2 separate regions of the Gossypium hirsutum genome follow, and region 2 is linked to region 1. Evidence: chromatin contacts called from public Hi-C data. All regions are on one chromosome and are shown on one strand. The core of a region is the stretch at or near the end of the contact, and the rest is flanking DNA. Distances in the headings are between cores, read along the strand shown. Region 1 holds the start of LOC107929452 (abscisic acid 8'-hydroxylase CYP707A2). Region 2 holds the start of LOC107929451 (arabinosyltransferase XEG113).

Region 1 (3,922 bases), core at 831-3,330:
TACTACATTGGTATTGTAATATAATCATTTTACTATCCCTGTTGTTTTTCTTTCAAGTTTCGCTTCATTTTATTCCTTTTGTTACCATATAAAAGAAAATATATCAGTATCGGTAGCTTAGTTAAAAAAAAAAAAGGGTAAGCTACTAAGTTCATAGTCATTGGTACATTACTAGTTATTTTGGATGAAAATGTACTCGAAAAGGAAAAAAAGCATGATTTTTTTTTAATATATAATGTTATTTTAGTATAATTATAGTTACTAATTAATGTAGAATAAATAGATTTATTTGTTTTTTTTTCAAATTAGTATAACTTAAATAAAATCAAAGTGCTAAATGCATTTAAACATTAAAATTCACATATAATTAAAAAATCTTATCATGGCTACACTAATTAATGATGTAGATGAAATATTAAAAATAGTTAAGAATAGAATGTTGATGAGCATAAGAGATGATAAATTGATGATTGAGAGCCCCCCACCCAAGATGGAAAAAAATTGAGGTTTTGGACTAATTCCTAAACCTATAAAACCTATAACAGACCAAAAATATTATTCAATTATGGTGATTTTGAGTATAAATGAGAAACCACATTTTTATTGAAGCAGTACACGGTGACTTCGTTTCTTGTATATGTAAGTCTTTATTTTTGGTTGGGGCTTGACAAAGGTTTTGACTCACCAAAACACCACCCAAATCCAACCCAACATTTATTAAACACTCTCACTCTTTTGGCTGCTTATTATATATATTGATAAATATATTGTATAAGCTTTTATTGCAGCTTGTTCAAAGTGGGGTTTTGCTTTGAAAATAAAAAGGCATGCTTTGAACTGTCTCCAATTCAAAGATGGGGGTTTTGAATGACAAATTATTTTAGTTTAAGATTTAAAACATATGGCACAGATTTTGGTGAAGCGTATAAAAATTGCAGACTTTTAGAGTGAGGTATGGTAAAAGACTATGGGGTTTCTACCCTTCAATATTTGGATGTTCAAAGAAAAAGTGAGTACGGATTGAGCTCGTTAAAGTGACTCATACTTCTAACTTCAAACTCTCCTTTTGTCTTGCTTAAGGGACGTTTTCTTTCATGTCTTAAAACCCAACCTTTTCTTGATTCTGGTCAAACACTCACGCGCTCTTTCTGCTTTCTTTTCTTTCAGTCCTGCCACGTGCTTGCTATTTTTATTTTATGACTAATTTATAGTTTTTTTACATTTAATCATTTTAAATTATCTACAGTTACTAGTTAATTTTTAAATAAGAGTACAATTCACTTCAGGGAATTCATATTTTCTTACATTGATAATAATTTTAATGTCAGTCGAGTTAAGACTCAATCTATATATTAAATTATAGTTAATAATTATGTTTTTATTGTAAAATAATACAAAAACATTCACAGTCATTAATAAAAATATATGAAAAAAAAGAAATAGATAAAAATTATACAACATTGTGATTATAATACAATCACAAATATGAGTTTAAGTAAGGACAAATTATAATCAAATCAAAATCAAATATAAATAATCTAAGAATCAAAATAATCTAGACTAAAATTATTCCACGAGATTAAAACTCACACATAAAAATAGATATATATTCAAATAATTATAAAATAGAATTAAACTAAGATAAAACATAAAATAAATTAATAATCAAAATAATTAAGATTAAAATAAACCGATCAAATCGAATTAAAACCCACAAATATAACTAAAAGCACAAGGTTTAAAGCTTTGACCTTTACTGATAACGTTAACATCGGTAATTAAATAAAAAAAATAGTGAGATGAAATTTTAATATTAATAAAATAATAAAAATAGAATATGTAACAATGAACTGAGTCACAGAAAATATATTAGCACGGATAAAGAGTACAGATGAGTAGAACTAGAAAACATGCAATGAGCTGGAGGGAGATTCCGCGTGTGGGGGATTCAAGTTGTATTTCAAACCCCCTTCCTTTTCCCTTCCTATATCCTTTTCATATTTCTAACCCGACCCGACCGAGCCCGACCCAATCCCCAGTCCCCCCCCCCTATATATATACCTGCTGCTCACTTGTTTCCATCACACAACTTCTTCACCATTCAGCTACCAAGATTTCCACCCTATTTATAATTTATTAAACATGGCATTCTATTTCATGATTCCCTTATTTGCTTCCATTTTCTTTATTTTTCTCTTCAATTCTCTGCTTAATTTGTTCAAATCCAAAAAATCCCGGGATTTACCCCTCCCGCCAGGCACCTTGGGTTGGCCGTACATCGGTGAAACCTTTCAGCTCTACTCCCAAAACCCAAATGTCTTCTTTGCTTCCAAGCAGAAAAGGTGTGTTATTTTTCTTTGTGGCATGTTCTTTGCAGTGTAATGTAATGCATGCTTACAATGGGCTGTGGCTTGTGTTTGTTTGTTTTTATATAGGTACGGCTCCATATTCAAGACCCATATACTCGGGTGTCCCTGTGTGATGATTTCCAGCCCGGAAGCTGCGAAATTTGTGCTTGTCACCAAGTCTCACCTCTTCAAGCCAACGTTTCCGGCCAGTAAAGAGAGGATGTTGGGCAAACAAGCCATTTTCTTTAGCCAAGGACAGTACCATGCCAAATTGAGGAAGCTTGTGCTCCGTGCCTTCGTGCCTGAAGCCATCAAAAGCTTCGTTTCCAACATCGAATCCATTGCCAAAGATTCTCTCCAGTCATTGGAAGGCAGGCTGATTACCACTTTCCAAGAAATGAAAACGGTAAGCCTAAAAAACAGAGAGGGAAAAAAAAACAGGGTTGTTTCCTCTGTTTTTGTTTACCCTGTGTTTGATGATATGTTGATATCAAATATATTTTTTATATTTGCAGTACACATTCAATGTTGCGCTGCTATCGATATTCGGAGAGGATGAAGTGAAGTACAGAGAAGATCTGAAGAGGTGTTATTACATATTAGAAAAAGGTTATAACTCGATGCCCATTAACATTCCGGGTACACTTTTCAACAAATCGATGAAAGCAAGGAAAGAGCTAGCTCAGATCCTGGCCAAAATCATATCGACCAGGAGAGAAACGAAGCAGGAGTACAATGACTTGTTGGGTTCTTTCATGGGTGATAAAGAAGGCCTCACCGATGAACAAATCGCTGATAACATCATTGGTGTAATCTTTGCTGCTCGTGACACCACCGCTAGTGTACTCACTTGGATAATTAAGTACCTTGGAGAAAACCCCAGCGTTCTTCAAGCTGTCACGGTAAGTTTATTGCTCCTCCTATGGGACTAGTCCAAGAAAACTCCACCATAGACACACTGACTTGGTTGTTTCTTGTGGTGTTTTACAGGATGAACAAGAGGCCATAATGAAAGGTAAAGAGAAATGCGGTGAGGAGCAAACTCTGAGCTGGGCAGATACCAAGAAGATGCCCATAACTTCAAGAGTGATTCAGGAGACACTTAGGGTTGCTTCGATTTTATCTTTTACCTTCAGAGAAGCAGTGGCTGATGTTGAATATGAAGGTCAGTTGCACCACAACCTCTGTCAATATATATACACATACTAAGTCACTCTTTAGTGATAAAAGATTTCATTTGATTTGAAATCTTGATCGGTCCACATTTCAATACAGATAATTCAATCTATATAACTGTTAAGAGTATAATGCTACTACCTTTGCCTTTTTGGTTCAAATAGCCTAACTTGTCTTTTTGTTGTGAAAAATATTAAACAGGGTATCTTATACCAAAAGGATGGAAAGTTTTACCACTTTTTAGAAACATTCATCACAGCCCAGAAATCTTCCCAGATCCTGAAAAGTTTGATCCTTCAAGATTTGAGGTAGACTTATGCAGAGTTTTGTTGTTTTCAATTTTTTTTCTTTTAAATTAAAAAAAAAAAAGGAGAGAGAGTAAGTAGCAATCACCTAAA
Region 2 (3,798 bases), core at 408-2,907, 220 kb before region 1:
ATGGAAGAGGATCCTGTGGAAAGGGGCAAGCCACATCAAGTATGAAGTGACCATTAAGGATCATGATTTAAAATATAAAGAAATGATGACAGCAGAGTAAGAAGCATTACACAAGCCAATAAAAGTACACACAAAGCAAATGCAACCGCCAGGAAAAACTAGTATTTCTCACTGAAATTTTTTTTCTTATAGAATCAGAAAAATCCATATTCTTCCACAGTATGATAGCATTGTAATAAAATAAAACTTATCCAATTTAAGGGAAGAAAAAGTGAAACAATCAAACTATAGCTTAGTGTCATGTAAACAACAAAGAAAAACTTGATCTGGATAGGAAAGGGAGTACCTTGAGCCACACCATGTCTGTATCACACATCAATAGCTCATAACCAAAAGGAAGTATAGCATTTATAAGTAATACTTTCTCTCTCCCCATTTTATGAAATGTAGGAGAGCCCCATCCAACATCTATTGTGCTCATATGGCTACCCATATCAAATACTGGAACACCTTTCCAATACAAAGCCTCCAACAGTTTGGTGTCCATAGCACCTAAATCACAACGATTCCGATTCATTGTCCACTTTTAAGCACAGTTAACTGCAGGAAGATTTTAACAACTTACCAACAAGAAGATTAGAAACATCAAGATCCGTCAAGTGTTTAACCCAAGTCAAGATGAAATCCATAAACGCAAAGTTGCCAAAGGTGACAATAATGACATTGTCTTTCGCCCTTTCTCCAACCAGTTCTTTTGTTAATTTAAAGGACTCCAAAGGTGGCATTTTCGAATTACTAGGCGGAGCCTGCCATATAGTTTTCAACTGGTTGCTACCAGGTTGTGATGCTTTGTCTGTTGGTAGAGAAATGTTGTTACTGAAATTAGAACCACCATCTACCATTTGAGGACATCAGTTAATAAAATCTTGTAATTGACTAATGGTAAAGCAAATGCTAAAAGAGTGAAGTTGATGTACTGAACAGAACATCATAATAAAAGGCATCAAAGAAAGTCTTCAAAATTGCAACATAATTCCATAAAAGAAGCTCGGGGAAGAAAGGGTCTAACATACAAACAAAAAGTCAAACTAACAAAAACCCATTAGCAATATTCCATTTTGATTAGGATCCAATAACGAAAACAATGTTTACTCAGTTGTTCTAATAACGTATGATCGGCCATTTGCACATACATAGAAGCTTAAATTTTTTAAAAAAAAAAAGAAAAAGGAAAAAAAGAACAAGGAGCGTAAAGAAAAAAGAAAAAAAGAACAAGGAGCGTACTCTGGGAGAGAGGAGGGGAGGAAAGCCAAGAAGTAGAGATAGACTGGGTGCTGGTGGAAGCGGATGGAGAGTAAATGGCGGAGAACACATAAAAAGAAGTCGCCACTATCCCCACGATAATGGTGGTGTATATCGTCAGAAACAGCGGTTTGGAAGCAGCAGCTTCTTGAACCGCGTTTCTCCATCCCCCCATCTTTGCTGTGGGTTCCAACTTGATCTCTTTTTGGCGTTGAATTTTTTCAGGATGAAAATGCGAAACAAAGGAAAGGGGGTTTCGATTATAGTAGTCCGGCCTCCATGTTTAATTTAGGAGTTTTCATATCAAATTCAATAGCTGTAGCAACTTGTTATGTAAGAGCTGCAGGCTATATCTAGGTCAACTTTCCCGGCCCGTTGTCTTTTATTTATATCACAAATCAGTCATTACTATTATTTTAGAATTTACCATGTGGCAAGCTGGCATTGGGACTATATAAAATTTACAACAACATAGAAGAGAATAGATTTCTATTGAGTCATACACAAAATGGCAAGCAATAAGTGGTTTTAAGATCAGGGTGTCTGGTGCAGAGCAGAGCTTGGCGATGGACAACATTTCAGAATCTTGTCCGAATTTTGTGGGATTATGGCTTGGTTTTTACTTGGAAAACATTTTGCAATCCCTTCATTCGATACATGTTTTAGTCAATGCAATATTTCATTTTGCTTATAAAATAACAAATATTTTACTAGAGTGAAAACCCCCGCGGCTCACACTCGGGGATTTTCAAGAAATTTTTAATTAATCTATGTAAAATTAAATTTTGTTTGTAAAAGTAAAGGGGAATAAAAAGTTGGAAAGATGATATAATTGGTAGATTAGAAAAATTCTAAATTTGAATGAGAGGAGGTGAGAAATGAGAGATGTAACTATGCATATTTAAGTAAAAATACCATAATAATTTCTATATCGCATTTTTTTCTTCAATTAAAAAAATGAGTAAATTAATCTTTTTGTGCATATATGAAAAAGAAATTATTTAAAAACGTTAGGATATTATTATATGATATTATCTCATAGCAATTTGATTCCTAATGGATATTATAAAATATTATCTTTTAGCAATTTGGTTCCCACGTAACTACTACTGTATAGATATATATATACCCTTAAGCTCTATCAATAAAATTCAAGAGATTATCCTATTATTTTCATGGCATTTGAGCAAGATTTTTTACACAATTTTTTTTCTTTCATCATTCTAAATGTCTGGAGGCGAGTCTTCTCCTCCTCCATCACCACCAAGTGAGGCGCCACTTCCTGGTTTTACTGTTGAGCAATAGTAGTCTCTTCTAGCGGTGTTCAGTAATAAACAATCAACTTCTTCTCGGTTGAATGGTAAGCCCAAGAATAATTGGATTATTGATACAGGGTGTTCAAATCATGTTATGAGTGATATTATGTGTTTGACGAATGTGAGAGATTTTGTAGCATGTTCCATAGGACTCCCTAGTAGCCAAACAATGGTGGCATTGAGGACAAAATTCAATTAAAACAAGTTCTTTACGTTTCTAAATTAAACTGTAATTTAATTTCATTTTCCCAGTTGAATGATGATATGAACTGTTTTGTCCAATTTTCTACTAACATATGTACTATTCATCTTCATTTGAGGGAGCTGATTGGAGCGGGTGAGAAACGGGATGGACTTTACTACTTCCGGCATGTTTCGATGGTCAAAGCGGTTTCAATTAAACTTCATCCTCTTTGGAACTTTGGCAGAGAAGATTGGGTCACCCTTCCGAGAAAGTAGTAAAGTTACTTCCTTTTGTTAGTAACTCTATAGATAATCTAAATAAAGCATGTGAAATTTGTCATCGTGCTAAGCAGCTAGATATAACTTTCCAATTAGTGAACAAAAATCCACTCATATTTTTGAGTTAGTTCATTGTGATTTATGGGGTTTTATGACACTCCTTCATCTTGTGGATCTCATTATTTTTTGACATTGGTTGATGATTTCTCTCGTGTTGTTTGGATATATCTATTGGAAAATAGAAAAGAGGTTTTCAAAGTTTTCATGTTATTCATTGCTATGGTTGACCGCCAATTTCTCAATAAATAAAGTGTGTTAGAAGTGATAATAGGACGAAATTTAATTTTCTTCAGGATTATTTTCTTGCAAATGACATTATTTTTTAAACATATTGAGTTGGGACTCCTTAACAAAATGGGAGAGTAGAGAGGAAACATCAGTATATTTTAAATGTAGCTCGTGCTTTGCGTTTCTAGGGAAATCTGCTTATATCTTCTAGGGGGAGTGTGTGTTGGCTGTATTTCATCTCATTAATCGAACTCCTTCACCTCTTCTTCACAAAAAAACACCCTATGAAATGTTGTTTGGCAGCCCTCATTTGTTTGATGATCTTCGTGTGTTCTGGTGCTTATTTTTTGCTCATAATCAACGTTCTAAGGGTGATAAGTTTGTTAGTCGAAGTTGAAAGTATGTTTCTGTTGGGTACCCTTTTGGCAAA

What was found. A called contact is a pair of places that touch in the nucleus more often than the background predicts.
Region 2: a contact with region 1 is called in a Hi-C map of leaf, with 2.1 times the contacts expected there. The contact joins the promoter of LOC107929451 here to the promoter of LOC107929452 in region 1. A contact is called at or near these places in 8 of 34 Hi-C or Micro-C datasets (leaf and seedling).

The regions. Positions count from the first base shown.
Region 1 is chrA08:110,005,597-110,009,518 of Gossypium_hirsutum_v2.1, reverse strand. It overlaps LOC107929452 (abscisic acid 8'-hydroxylase CYP707A2), which reads left to right and starts at 2,080. Exons shown (of 7, transcript XM_016860880.2): 1 at 2,080-2,342; 2 at 2,436-2,754; 3 at 2,864-3,250; 4 at 3,339-3,513; 5 at 3,726-3,832. The coding sequence starts at 2,143.
Region 2 is chrA08:110,226,599-110,230,396 of Gossypium_hirsutum_v2.1, reverse strand. It overlaps LOC107929451 (arabinosyltransferase XEG113), which reads right to left and starts at 1,657. Exons shown (of 13, transcript XM_016860879.2): 1 at 1,285-1,657; 2 at 626-853; 3 at 347-552; 4 at 1-13. The coding sequence starts at 1,477.